Regions from separate parts of the Anser cygnoides genome. Here regions 1 and 3 are each linked to region 2. A link is a contact called in public Hi-C data. All regions are on one chromosome and are shown on one strand. Each heading gives the region's core, a stretch centred on a gene start, on an enhancer-like site or on the middle of the called end of the contact. The rest is flanking DNA. Distances are from core to core; before and after follow the strand shown. Region 1 holds the start of PLEKHM2 (pleckstrin homology and RUN domain containing M2). Region 2 has its middle 9.1 kb from the start of FBLIM1. Region 3 overlaps SPEN (spen family transcriptional repressor).

What was found. Hi-C and Micro-C count contacts between places; a contact is called where the count stands out from the background.
Region 1: a Hi-C map of liver shows a contact between it and region 2, with 5 times the contacts expected there. The contact joins the promoter of PLEKHM2 here to the enhancer-like site in region 2. A contact is called at or near these places in 2 of 7 Hi-C or Micro-C datasets (both in liver).
Region 3: a contact with region 2 is called in a Hi-C map of liver, with 4 times the contacts expected there. The contact joins two enhancer-like sites. A contact is called at or near these places in 4 of 7 Hi-C or Micro-C datasets (fetal liver, granulosa cells and liver).

Annotation. Positions count from the first base shown.
Region 1 is chr23:763,254-767,676 of Taihu_goose_T2T_genome, reverse strand. PLEKHM2 (pleckstrin homology and RUN domain containing M2) reads right to left here and starts at 2,142. Exons shown (of 19, transcript XM_066981975.1): 1 at 1,916-2,142. The coding sequence starts at 1,975. It overlaps LOC136786857 (a long non-coding RNA gene), which reads left to right and starts at 2,338. Exons shown (of 6, transcript XR_010826321.1): 1 at 2,338-3,254; 2 at 4,085-4,230.
Region 2 is chr23:810,778-815,700 of Taihu_goose_T2T_genome, reverse strand. No RefSeq gene overlaps it. Among named protein-coding and RNA genes, the nearest start is that of FBLIM1, 9.1 kb to the right of the region's middle. Within about 2 kb of position 2,665, at least 3 of the 3 cell types and tissues checked have open chromatin away from gene starts, as enhancers often do. A contact at or near this core is called in fetal liver and liver, where this site is marked.
Region 3 is chr23:848,537-852,798 of Taihu_goose_T2T_genome, reverse strand. The region is part of intron 3 of SPEN (spen family transcriptional repressor); the gene reads right to left. Among named protein-coding and RNA genes, the nearest start is that of SPEN, 26 kb to the right of the region's middle. Within about 2 kb of position 1,673, at least 3 of the 3 cell types and tissues checked have open chromatin away from gene starts, as enhancers often do. A contact at or near this core is called in fetal liver and liver, where this site is marked.

The DNA of each region.
Region 1 (4,423 bases), core at 893-3,392, 48 kb after region 2:
GGCCAAAAAGCACTGCAGAAAGGTACACACATTGTCGCAAACACATCCAAACCCTCTGCTCCACAAATCAAACCTGCAACAACAGCAAGAGTAAGGAGTGATCTGCCTACACAGCTAGAAAGCTTTTGAAATCAGAGATAATAGTTGGAAAAGTCTCCACACCTCATGACACAACCCCAGCAACCAGGAGTCATTACTCAAGAGGCAGGGAGCAGAGGACGAGCGAGATGAGGATCTCCCAACGCACAGCGAGGGTGTGGAGAAGGCGTACCTGTTCCTCTGACCTACTATCTTATTCTTCCCACTAACACAGAGAAAAGGAAAACGTCAGAGAGTCAAGGGATGAAGACAGACAGGGAAATGCTGGGAAAAATTAGCGATTCCATTGCTGAAGGGAAGCAGTCTCCCTGAGGAAGCAGAATTGCATCCCGGGGTAAAACACAGGGGTGTGCCAGTGCTGGACTTTTGCCATGTGGTTGAGCTTGGTTTCACCGGGATGGTATTAATAGGTCCATCAGCCTGATGTCTCCTTCGTTTCCCTGAGCTTTCCTACTTGGAACTGAACAGGAAAGCAAACTGGCAGGACTGAAAAATCCAAAAATCCCTCTTCGCTGCTAGACCAAGACAGCAGTTGGCGGAGATCAGTGCAGGTCAAGGCAGAGATGTCTTGGCAGAGCTGTAGACAAGGAGCCTTCCTCAAGTACAATAATAACCAAAAACCCCACCATGTTGATTTTACAGCATTTCCAAAGAAGGATCCCAAAGACTTTCTGGATGTAAATAAATTGCGTCCAACAAACCCTGAGTGGAAACTAGCGTATCCTTATGTACATGGGGAAACTGAGGTAGCAAGGTCAGAGCTTCAGAGTATCATAACAGAGCTTGGAGCCAGACGAACATCCCGTCATTTCCAGGTAGATAAGGGATTCACCCTAAAAATGAATGTCCTTTAAAAATTAAGGATGGAAACCAGAGGACAGGCTCACCGACAGAGGAAAAGAGAGAGGATGGGAGAGGTTTGCGCATCCATCCTACATCCAGGAGGTAATGTCAAATCATCCCTTCCTTAATTGTGCTGGAAATTCACTCATGATAGTCTTCTTATAACAAGTTTTCATGGGTGAATCTGTGTCAGGACACGTTGCAGATCACAGAAAAACGCCAATTTCAAAAGGCAGCAGGAGCCCAGTAACTGGAGAAATGTCAGCAAGTCCAGAAGGCCTCCTTTCCCCCAGGACTTGGAATGAAAACTGAAACAAGGCTGCCTTCGCTCCCCCCCAACGCAGCTTGCGGTTGCTGGCCTTTCTCTAACAAGGCCAGAGCTCACGGTTGGGCCAGGAAGGACAAAAAGCAAGGCCCCAGCCCAGAACTTCCCACTCTCTGACTGCCCCAGACACAGAGGAGGTCCCCGTGAAAAGGGAAACCCCAGCCTGGAATTGGGAGCCCCACGGGGAACCCCCGCACGTCCCTGACAGCAGGGACACAGAGGAGGCCCCGGGGTAACCCCGGCTGCATCCCTTTGGGGGGTGCAGGAGGGATGACCAAGCCCCCCCTCTGCCAGGGGGCCCCTCAACCCCACTGACTGGGTTCCTCGGGGGTGTCCTTGGCCCCACAGCACCAGCAAAAAGGACACCTCCAACCTCAGACTCCCAGCCCGGGGGTCCCTCGGGGCATCCCCACACAGATGAACCCCTAAACGCATCCTCCCCCCGCGGTCCTGTCACAAAGCGGCGACCCCAGACCCGCGCCTCGGGCGGGGGCGGTCCCGCAGGGATGTCAGAGATGTCCGGGGGAGCGGGGGTGTGTGGGACGACCTCCCCCCAGCCCCACGGCGGGGCCCCCCGGCCGCAATTTAGCGGAGGGGGGGGGGTCCCCAGGGCCGCCCCGGCCGGGGAGGGGCCGCCCCACCGCCCACCTTCTTGACGGAGAGGGAGATGTTCTCCAGGATGCGGTCCTTCACCTCCGCCGGCTCCATGGCGCCGGCTCCCGCCGCCCTCCGCCGCCGCGCCCGCCCGGCGGAACCCGAGGGCCGGGCCGCCCGCCGGGCCCGCTCGCCGCCCCGCCGCCCCCCGCCGGCCGGCTCCGTCCTGCCGGCTGCCCCGGCCCGGCCCCGGCCCGGCCCGCCGGCTGCGGGGTGGCGGCCGCCGCCGCTTCAGCGCTCCATGGCCGCGCCGGGGCCCCTCACGGCGAAGCGGGGCCGGCGGGGAAGGAGGGAGCGCAGCGGGGCCGAGCGGAGCGGGGCCGGGCCGCACTCGTGACGGCGCCGCGCTCCGCCAGGATCTGAGGTCAGGGGGGAGGAGAAGGGCCCGGCCCGCCCCGCAGCCGGCGCCCGCCTCCCGGAGCCCAGCGGTGCCGCCCCCGCCCCAAATGGCGGCCCCGAGGAGAACGGGGCGGGGGGCGAGGGGATGAGGGGGGGAGCAAGGGGCTGGCGCTGGGTCCCTGACGGCCCTGCATGAAGGCAGCGGACACGAGGGGAACGGTTGGGTAGTTGGTGAGGGGACGCGAGGGGCGGTGGTGCTGGGCACAGTGAGGTGACGTGAGGAGGATGGGGGGAGAGGGTGCTGGGTCCCTCATAGCTCTGGGCTCAGCAAGGGCACACGAGTGAAGATGACACTGGGTGCGGGAGGGGAGGTGGCGTTAGGTCCCTCCTGACCCTGGGCTCGGTTAGGGGGCACAAGGGGACAGTGAAGGACCCAGTGAAGGGGAGATGGCGGAGGGGACACGAGGAGCAACTGCGTTGGACCCTGTGAGGGGACTTGTGGGGAGGGGGCACCGGGTCCCTCGTGGCCCTGGCCTCAGTAAGGGGGCGTGAGGGGAAATGGCGTTGGGTGCAGGGAGGGGAGATGGTGTTGGACCCAACGAGGGGACGTCAGGGAGATGAGGGGATACAGGGTGACAGTGCTGGGTCCCGTGCAGCCCTCTGAGGGGACTTGTGGGGAAGATGTCAACTGGGGGCCCAGTGAGGGGTCAAGGGGTGGGGAGCGTTGTGTCCCCCAGCCTGGGAACACAAGGCAAGGTGGCTGCCAGACCCCCCTGCATGCCCCATGGCCTTGCTGTGCTTCAGGGCCTGGCAGGGGCCAGTGTCAACAGAAAGTGACGTTTTGTGTCACTACTTAGTGATGTGAGGGAAAAACAGCAGGTCCGCGTAGCACCCAACCACCAAGGGCCACAGCAAAGCTTCCTCTCGTCCTGCAGCATGCATCTCCAGCAAAAACAGAGATAAATACAGGATCCCATCTCTTTGCTCTCCTAAGGTTTGTGCACATGGTCGCTTGGCAACGTGGGGCCTAAAATGGGCCAGATGAATGTCCCTCAGAGGCCAAACCTGCGTGGGCCCCTGCCTGCCACCACCACGGGGGATCAGGCTAAGGGTCCCAATGAAAAAAGCATCAAAACCCATTGCCCATCTCCCACTGCTGTTCAGCAGCCTTTTAATACCAGCCCGTCAACACATCAATGTCATTTATCAATGTGGTGGGCCCTGGTAGGAGCCAAAAGCAGTCACACAACTGATCATCAGTCTGTAGAGAAGGAAATTTGTAAGATGAGTCCGCAAACGTGAAAACACAAGCAGCAGCTGTTTTGGAGGGCTGGGAACAAATAAATACAAGCCCCAATAGCCATCATGGGACAGAGTGAGGAGTTGGTGCAGGGTGCAGCAGTTAAGCCCAACTGCTCCTAGAAAGGGAGGATAAAGAAATAAAAGATAGAATTAGTAATAAACCCTACTCTTGAGATTCAGGTGAAAGGCTCTGATGCAACATTCAATGCTAATAACTGAAAATAGAACTGAAAGTAAAAGCAGTTAAAAAAAGGAAAAGCCAGCAGCTCTCCACAAGCGCATTCCCTGCACCATTCACAACACTTCCTCTGTAAATAACCTGCTGGGAGGGAAGGGATGGGCTGAGCCAGAGCTGACGTGCCAGGTCAAGTCTGGCCTTTCCTGCAGCTGCTGCGGGAACAGCCCAGCCAGTTTAACAGCTTTGGAAACTGTGGGAGAAACTCCCAGGGAACGAAAGAGAGCGCAATTCATATGCACTTGGGTTAAAACAGAGCCAAAGCATAGAACTCTTATTTTTCTCAGCTCCCCCCAAGCCCACCAGCAGCAGGAGAAACAGAATCAGTGCACCGTGCAAGCCCCCAAAAGGATCAGAGCTTGTGACTGCAGATTCTCAGCACACACGGAAGGAAGCGAGGGCTCTCCTGCTGAATGGTCACGACCAGAACAAGGTAAGCTCACGTGGGACATTACAGAGGGTCAGAACCCCACTAAAAAAAGTGCACACAGCTACTGAGTAGCAGACCTGGGCATGCAACATCTGAGTCTGATCCCTAAAAGGATGCTGGAGAGACCAGCAAGCTAGTGTCAGCCCCTTTGTAGAAGCCAAACCAGAGCCAACACAATTTCATTATTTACTGGTAT
Region 2 (4,923 bases), core at 1,416-3,915:
ACACTAAACAGATTTAGGTTACCGCTTTTATCCATCCCGCATACCAACCTACCCCCTCCCAGCTTTGCAGCCCTAAAACCCACCAGATCTGTCATTATTCTAGCACTCAGAAATGGAGATTTGCCACCGATTCCAGGTCTATGTGATTTTCGGTGGCACTATTAAAATACTTACCCACCTCACAGGCAGAGCTGTGAAAGCTTAAATTTGTGTGTGTTTGCAAATGATTTTGAAAGCCTTCCAAGGAAGGTGCTGTAGAATTGTAAATCCTTCCCATTATTAATAAAATGGAGCTATTGTTCCAGCTCTAATCAAGACTTGTCTCCAGCTGGGCAATTTTAAAATGCAATTCAAAGCGCGCACACACACACACACACAAAAAACGATCATGAGGAAGCTTCAACCCACAGGATACCGAAAAAAAAAAAAAATCATTGAAACAGCAAGCTGTTCGGGGGGGGCTGGGGGGGATAAAAAATAATAACGCTGCTATTTAAAATGAATTCCAAGCAGAAGCACGTTGGGGAGAGGGGAAGCCTCTCTCCCACCGCCTGGGAAAGGTCACTTCTGCCATCAGCAGCAAAGCCTTGCTCCGCAGATCAAGGCTGCAGCAGCGCATGCAAGCGAGCAACCCCATTGCTGTAAGCCCAGCCTCATCCATCTCCATCAGGAGACATCTCTGCTTTTAATTTATTTAGCAAAGGGGGAGGGGGGAAGGGAAGGAAAAAAAAAAAAAGGAAAGAAAAAAAAAAAAAGCCTTGCAAACACCTCCCAGCACCCCCTTCAAGGATGGGGAGATGTAGCAGGGGGGAGAGGCTCGGAAAGAGGCTGCGAGCCGCCAGAGCCCCTCCGAACCGGGGAGGGAGGGAGGGAGGGAGGGAGGTGGTGCATCCTCCTCCTCCTCCTCCTCCTCCTCCTCCTCCTCCCCCGGCGGCAGGACCACGCCTGCCCGGCGCTGCGGCAAAGGCTCCGCAGTGGGTGCTCCCCTCCCCCGTGCAATTTCCTCCGCTGTAGAAACTTCTGGAATAAGCAGCCAAGCTGGGGAGAGGAGAGAAGCCTTCCTACCCACAGAGGGGAAAAAGAAAAAAAAAAAAAAAAAAAAAAGAGCGAGCCGTAGAGCAGATAATAAAAGGGAAAGGAATGCACAAGGACCGGGGCACGGCTCTGCCTGCGTGCACAAAATCTCTGTGTACACCGTATGTGCCCGGCGCGGCGGGGTTTGCAGCCTGCGTGGCTGGAAACAAAACGCACCAACACAAAAGCACAAAAAATGGTGGTGTTTGGAGCGCTAGATGGTGGAATAAAGGAGCTGATCCCTCCTCCCGGAGCTACAGCAAAGCCCTGCCACTTAAGTTGAACTAATTTGTCCTCTCTTTTCGGTACAATGAATTGTCTGATCTGGACTATTTGATTGCATTTGCAGCTTCAGTTACTGGGGTTTGTTTTTCTATTTTTTTTTTTCCATTTTTGGTTCTGTTTCATTGTTTTCATTTTTTATTTTTCTCTTTTAATTAAAAAAAAATCCTCCCCAAATATCCCATGGAAAAATCTACATCTCTGTGGAACAAATAAAACATTCAGGCACAAACTTCCATCATGGACTGTTAAAAAGAAATGGGTTGCTTTTTTCTTTTTTTCCTTTTTTTCTTTTTTATGATGGCATTTTTTTCTTCTGCTTTTAGGATATATTGTAGTAGAAAGCCAATGGAGGAAAACACAGGTAATATATATATATAAATATAAAATCAAACATATATACGGGCCAAAAATGGAGTAATTATATGTAATTAAATCATAGTGTTTTAGGTGTGTGGCTTTTGTTTTATATTCTGTAATCTGTCCTTGGAAGAAGGACATATATAAATATAGATATATGTAGAAATAAAAGAACATCTGTATGGGCCTAAATCCGTAATTCTAGGGAAAAAAAGAAAAAAAAAAAGAAAAAAAAATTGTAGTAGTATTTTAGGTGTGTGGTTTTTAACAAAGCAGGGGCAATGTTATAATGTAACAATACTGTGGTGCAGAGAAAGGTAAGACAGCATTAACTGAAAAAAAAAAAAAAAAAGAAAAAGAAAGAAAGAAGCGTACGTGGTACCTTGGCTGCAGCCTCCAGCGAGCATTTGGATGTGACGGGGTGTTTTTTTACGGTATTACCACGTCTGATCACACCAAGTATATGCTTTTAATTACCCGAATGGCGGGCAGGCTGTCGTGCGGAGCCAGGCAAGCAGCGGCTTCTTCCCCGCGCCCCTCCAGCTCTGCAGATAAATCACTCCTCGGGTGTTTTGGGTTTTCGGTGCCTTTTTTTTTTTTTTTTTTTTTTTATAATCACGTTTGGGCATTTTCCACGCTGTGAGGAGAGCGAGAGGCGGTGGCTTCAACCCCTGCGAAGGAGAAAAAGCAGTGGAGGAGAAAGAATTAGGCATAGAACTACCCACCTTGGGGTGCGTGTGTGTGTGTGGAGGGGGTGGTGGAAAGAGCAATTCTGGCCCCAAAATCTTCACGCTCTGAGGGAAAAAACGCCCCAAATGGGTCGGTGCTGGCGGGCTGTGGCGTGGAGGGACCACGGGGGCGATGGCGGCGGGGGGAGGCCGAAGCCGCCCCCGAGGCCGAGTGGAAACGCACATCTCCGGGCATTTTCGCGTCCTTTTGCAAAGGCGGAGGGGAGAAGGGGGGTGCGTGAGGAAGGCGCGGGGGGAGCTCGGGTTTCACCCGCAGCGCTTTCACAGCCCGCCTGGAGGGGCCCCGCACGCCGGGGGGGGGCCGCTCGGCCGTGCTCCTGGCACGGCTTTGCCCACGCTCGCCGCCCCGGCCCCGCGCCGCCCGTCCTTCCCCCCGCTGCCCGCCCGGCGCCATTTTGTCGCCTGGGCGCCGCTCGCCCTGGCCTGGCCGGGCGGCCATTTTGTGAAGCGAGCGGCGGGCGGGGCGGCTCCTGCAGTACCGCGGGCGGCCGCCACGCGCGGCCGAGGCGGCGCGCTGGTGCCTGAGGCGGGCAGCCCCCGGCCCCCTCCTCCTCCCTCCTTTGTGAGGCAAATATCCTCCTTTTTCTATTTTTTTTTTCTTCCGTCCGCAAAATGGGGAGGCTACGTGGTGCCCTTAAAACGCCAGGGTCGGCGAGAAAGGGAGGCGGCCGGCGGCGGAGGGACGAGGCCGATCGTCTCAGCACACTCCTGCCTCGGACGAAGCCATCTGCAGGGGCGCATAAAGGAGATTAAAGTCTGTTCCCCCGGCTGGGCCGTGAGGGAAAGTTTAGCCGCACGGAGAATTAAGGGATATATTTATTTTTAGGAGATATCCCCCCCGCCTCATGCCTCCAGTGATAAATCACCGAGGTCAATGAGCTGCCCTGACAAACGCCCCGCTGCTGCAAAATGCAGCATTACCCCCGAGAGAAATCTATCCCAGGCTTTACATATATTTTTTTTTCAACAAAATCCCACACCTATGGGCTCTAATCAACACCCCTGCAAAATAAAGAAGAAACATAAGCTGCTTGAAGTCAGGTCCAAGTGAAAATCGTTAATTCACAGCCAGGAAACGGGGCTGCAGGATGCTGTAATTGCCACTGATGCGATGAAGTAAAGCTGGGATATAAAATGTCAAAGCCCTGCTTGCAGACATGTGCTATGCATCTATTTTCAGAAATAGGGTGGTGGTTTTTTTTTCCCTTTTTTTTTTAACAGCGTATAATTTGCAGGCTGGTAACATGCTTGCATAACAGGCTGCATCGATTTCGCCTTGCGTATCAAAAACACTGTATGTGTTAAAAATAAATCCCAGCACTGGGTATTTAGGTGACAATCCTAGCCTGATCCTGCTTTGGGATCCTCCCATAAACATATCTCAGCCTGGATGGCTTGCTTTTGCAGGGAGACTGGAAAAAAAGGAGAATAGTGCACGGTGTTTGTTTTTTTTTTTTTTTTTACATCCTGGCCGTGCTCCAAATTCTGAAGCTGGAGACATTGGAAACATTCAGGGCTTGCACTGCTCCACTTATTTTTAACCCAGAATGATTCCGGCTGCTTTTCATCCTTCTACCTCAACCAGACCACATTTCATGAAAGAGCTGTTAGCTTTTCAGGTTGCACTGAATCCGGGAAGATGCAGGAAATGCGTCCGAATGGTCTGCCGGAAAGGAAAACGCTGCAGCAATCCGGCTGGGATATGGTTGTAATTAACTCAGGTCAACCAAAGGAAAAATCCAGTTCTTCAGCTCTCTGTCCTGTTTAAAAGGAAAACAAAGCATCACCATTAACAGCTTTCTAGCCAGCAATGCCCCCTCAACTGCTCTAGCCTCAGTTTTCCCTCCTGAGAACTGACCCATTTTGCCACAGCGTTTGCTGGTGGCTGGCTCTCGTTCCCCGCTCCCCGGTTGCTTTCCATGGCCAACAGCACCTTGGAGGCGGTGATGGCAGAGGGAAAGCATGTGAGGAATCCGGCTCGTCTCTCCCCCTCTGTCCGCCGCCTGCTTTTCACATTTCTCACGGCTGATGGGGCAGTTTCCAACCCGTTTCCCTTTTCAGACTTGCTTATGCTGCACCAAAATCTTCAGCTTACAAACAAAACCTGTAAGAGGCGCAATTTGTTACAAACCAAAACCTTGATCACTGATTTAAAAACAGTATGGCCATGCCTGTTGGCTCATCCTTCACTTTAAAAGCTCATTTTAGCAAACATGGCTGTCCCTTGAGTCGCAAGAAAGATAACCTTTGCAGGTTTTGTCATACACTCTCATATTCCTGAGAGCAAATTGGGCCCGCAGCAGGGTATGGTATCGGATGCCTTCTCTGGGAAAGACCAGAGAAATTTTATCCCCAGGCCGCACCCAGGCTGAAGTGAAGAAATATTTGCATTTGCTTCTCCTTGGAGGGCAGCCAGCCTGCCTCGCAGGTCCCTCCCTGCTCGCCTTGGCCTGCCAAG
Region 3 (4,262 bases), core at 424-2,923, 38 kb before region 2:
TCCCTTGCTCTTACAGAGTACTGCAGGAAAAGAAGAGGAGGCTGATTCCTTCCTGCCCTTAGCATCCCTCAGACTAAGCCTTGCTTCTGAGAAGTAACACAGGCAGCTTCAACTTCCCTGACCTCAGCTAATTCTTTATTTCCCTCAGCCTACTCAAGATGATTAAGCAAAATACTTGGAAGGAAATCAAAGCCTTAAAAACGCAATTAGAAGTGACCATTTTGTTAATACGCGCACACAAACCCGAAGTCAAACCCCATCTACCAACAAAACCAGCCCTTCCTCGGGCCTCAGCACACCTCTGGGAAGGAAATCCAGGCTCCCATGGCGTGCACAGGGACAAGGAAACATGCAGCACAAAACTCATGAGGACAATGTCTCCCGTGATGCCTGCGGGAGCAAAGCTTTCGGTACGGCTCAGGTTTTGCCCACCGTTCCTGAAAACCAGGGTAGAAGACCTGATATCGCCAACCATCACAGCAGACTCCTGCTCCTACGGACCTGCCGCTGTCTACAGGTGATTTGGAAATGTCATTTTTGCAACACGGCAAGTATTCCTCCCCAGCACAGGAAGCTGAGGATAAGGAAAGTTCACACAAGGTTCTGGATTCAGCTGCCACCATCCCTGTACTCAACCTCAAATGTGCTAAGCAAAGACTGATCTGATTGCAAGCAGCCTTACAGCATTAAAAATAAAATCTCTTTAATGGGATGCAAAATAGTGAAGTCATCGGAGACAATCAAAATAGTTGTCATTGTTATAACAGAGGTACTTTTGCAGGACCCTCTTCCTTTGCTTCCAGCCCCACACAATGCACTTTAAAGACTCCCAACGTGAAATTTAAATTAACGAAAGAGGGCAACCCTTCTCCGCCTTTAGAGAAATCCAATGCACTTGGAAAAGGCGGCAGCAGCAGATAAACTTCTGGGCCCTGCTGCAGAAACGAAACTTACACACACACACGCTGACAGACCAGATTTAGATCAACTCCTGCAAATTTACGAAGGGGCTTAATTGCTCTGTTATTTTGAGCCAGCAATTAACAGTTATTATCGGGACCGCTGGGGGGGGGGGGGGGGTATTAATTGCAGCAAAATGTCCACGGTTCTTTGGCAGCATGCAAAACCACATTCAAACACGACGATGTGAACATGTTTAAGGATTTTATTACACAGGAAGAATTTCAGGGGGTGTTTCAAGATGTTTTTTTCTTTCCACCGCATCCCACCCACCCCACTGCGCAGGGGTCCTGTCACAGGGCTGGGCAAGAGCCTCGGGCGGCCGAGTTTGCAGGGCCAGAACCCACCCACCCGCAGCGGCAGGGCCGGGCGCGCAGCCCCGCGAGGCGAGGCGGCCTTCGCTCCCTCAGGCCCACAGGCGCCATTTCCATCGGCCGGGCGGGAAGCCCGCCCCGGGGGCGGCGCGGCACAGTACGGCACAGTGCGGGGCCCAGCCGGCCGCCGCCGGCTCAGACCGGTTCTGAGGCACGACTGAGCCCCCCCCCCTCGGCCCCTCTGGCCCCTCGCAGTATGGCCGAGGCAGGCCTGCCAGCACCCAGTGCTCAGCACAAGGCCGCGGGCCTGATCCTGCCTCAGTCGTGGGCGGCATGGCGGCAGCGTGCTGGGCGCTGAGGGAGGGCTGCGTGCGTGTCTTCCGAGCCCCGCAGCACGGCCATACCTCCCGCTGCACAAAGCGGTTTCGAGAAATCCGACGCGCTCCCAGAGGTGAGAGCGCGCGAGAGGCCACTGCCGGTTATATTTAGACGAGCGGCCACGAGCAGCAACGCCGAAGGACGAAGTGAAACTGCCAGGCAGCCAGTGACAAAACCCTGAGACGGTTTCAGTCACATTTTTTAATTTTCCATGATTCGCACTTCCCTCTACAGAGGGATCAAAGCAGTACACGGCTGGATGTGAACAAAAGGAAAAGACGAGGTGTTTCGCCAGGCTCTTACTGGGATTTACTGTTACCTTTGTGGTATTATAAAAGGAGGCTTTCTACTCCGTGGAATTTTTTTGTTTTGTTTTTAATCTGAACCCAGTTCTGTTTCCCATACAAGCAGGAATGTGCTCAACCCCTGAAGCTTTTCACCCTACTGGAAGAGAGATCCAAAACACTCAGGCTATCTCTGCGGTGCCTTTTCAGTACAAAATTTATGTGCAATTATTTAACGTCAGCAAAGGCCACCTCACAGATTATTAAACCAAGACTCAACAGCTGCCTTTAACTTACTTCTCCTTATTTTTCAGCTGTCCCCACCAGAGGCATCTCTCAACCCACTCAAAAACCCGAAATCTCCCCTCTAAGTCCGTGATTCATCACTTGCTGGCAGACAAACTGAGCGGAAAAGAGGAGGTGAAGACAATGGGAGGGAAAGGTCCACATTATGTAATGAAACCAAATTCACTTTCTGCTTTCACTTCAGTTGTTTAAATGCACTAAGAACCCCCCAACAAATAAAATACATGGGAGCCTCCATGGGAGGGTTCACAGAGCCTGTTTTTCCCATCATTAAAATTCTCTTGGCAGCATTTTTCATCAGTTTATTTCAATATTAAGACACACAAAATAACACATACGTATTCCGAACTGTAACTCATCGCTCCAGAAAATATTTCATCACAGATTAATCTGATTAAAAAAACACAACATCTAATTACTTTATGAAAGCCTTGCCCATTCGTCATTAGAACTTTAAGTATAGATGTCACAACCATGGAAAAAATCCATTTCCAGACATCTGTCTGCAACTTCTTACAACAGTTTTAATTCAGCACTTCAAGAATGACTACGCTCTCCTAAATCTTGATGAAACTTTACATCTATGTTGCATTTGCTTTTAGAACTCCACAGAAAGCTCTACTTTATGGTACAAGCTATAGCCAATTATTCATCTAGTAAATCAGTATCCTCCAATATCCTCAACATCAGACAACCAAATAAGCACCTTAAAAAAAGAGGGCAGAAGGAAATCTCAGGTCACTTAAATGTAACTTACACCCACATGCACATGCAGTATTCGCACTTTCATATTCTGGAAACCACCTATAGGAAATCAAATAGTTCTGCCAGGATTTTGTAAATAAGTTTAAATTCCATTTCAGCACAGCACTTCACCGTGTGCTCAGCTTTTAAGAGCAAAACGTTCCACTGCTCTCCGTGCCATGTGATTCAATACATTGCTGCAGCAAAGCTTTAAAAATAATCACTAACACATGGAACAGTAAGAAATGTGTAAAGCCATTTGACATTACAAAACCGAAAAAAAATGCACAGAACTTTTTTTAGCTCATTAGAACACCTCGACGAGCAGCCGAAAAAGAGCATTTTCTACAAAATACAGGGGGAGGGGGGATTCTTTCAGGAGGTTGGGCAGGGCACGAGCAAAATCTGGTTTACTTCCTATGGGATTTCATACTTTTCGTGCATATTCAGCTTTTTCCATGACACAGTACAAAAAGTATGTTTGCTAATATATCATTTGTGCTGCACGTTCAAATCAACAAAATGGAGAAAGCAATGCTTCTAGTAGTAGTAAATGCAAATACAATTTTCTAGGTTTTTTTTTTTTTCTCTTTCAAGGAGATCGACAAAACCCAAGGCCCCCTTTCTGGTAACACATGGGGAATGAGAAACCTCACGTGAGAAAACTTCACGGCGCAGGCCGTGTCGCTCAGCCCCACGCGGGTGCCAGGCGCAGGGTTCCCGTAGGGCACTTCTCCCATCCCGGCCCAGTGGACGGCTTCCAAGAGGCCGCAAAATGCAACAAACGAGAATAACGCTACGGAGCATCCTGAGCGATTGGCATTTCTGGAAAGGCCTACACCTACATTAGTTTTGTTTTTGTTTTGTTTTTAGTGGTTCACACATCAAAAAAGATGGAAAGCCCTGCTTCAGAGAGCATGGTTTATTTTGACTGTGTTCTTTCTGGTCTTATCTTCTAAATTATTCCTCTGCAGTTCCCATTACAAATCCCCTATAAATGCCTCTGAATATACATTTAAAATGAAGCTTAGCTGAGATCAAATGCAACTCCAAACTTTTATGAAATAAAGGCTTTGTTCACTTTTTTAAATAATCTGCTGGAGCATCTTTCCTCACGTTATTATCCAGGAAAATCTTCACCATTTAATGGAAATCGTATTTACTTTACACAGCTCTTAGAAAACCACAACACAAGGAATGAAGCCCAGACTTCTCCTTCACTACGTTTCTGCTCCTTTTTCACAGGACCTAAGGGATGGTGCCACGCAAACAAAAT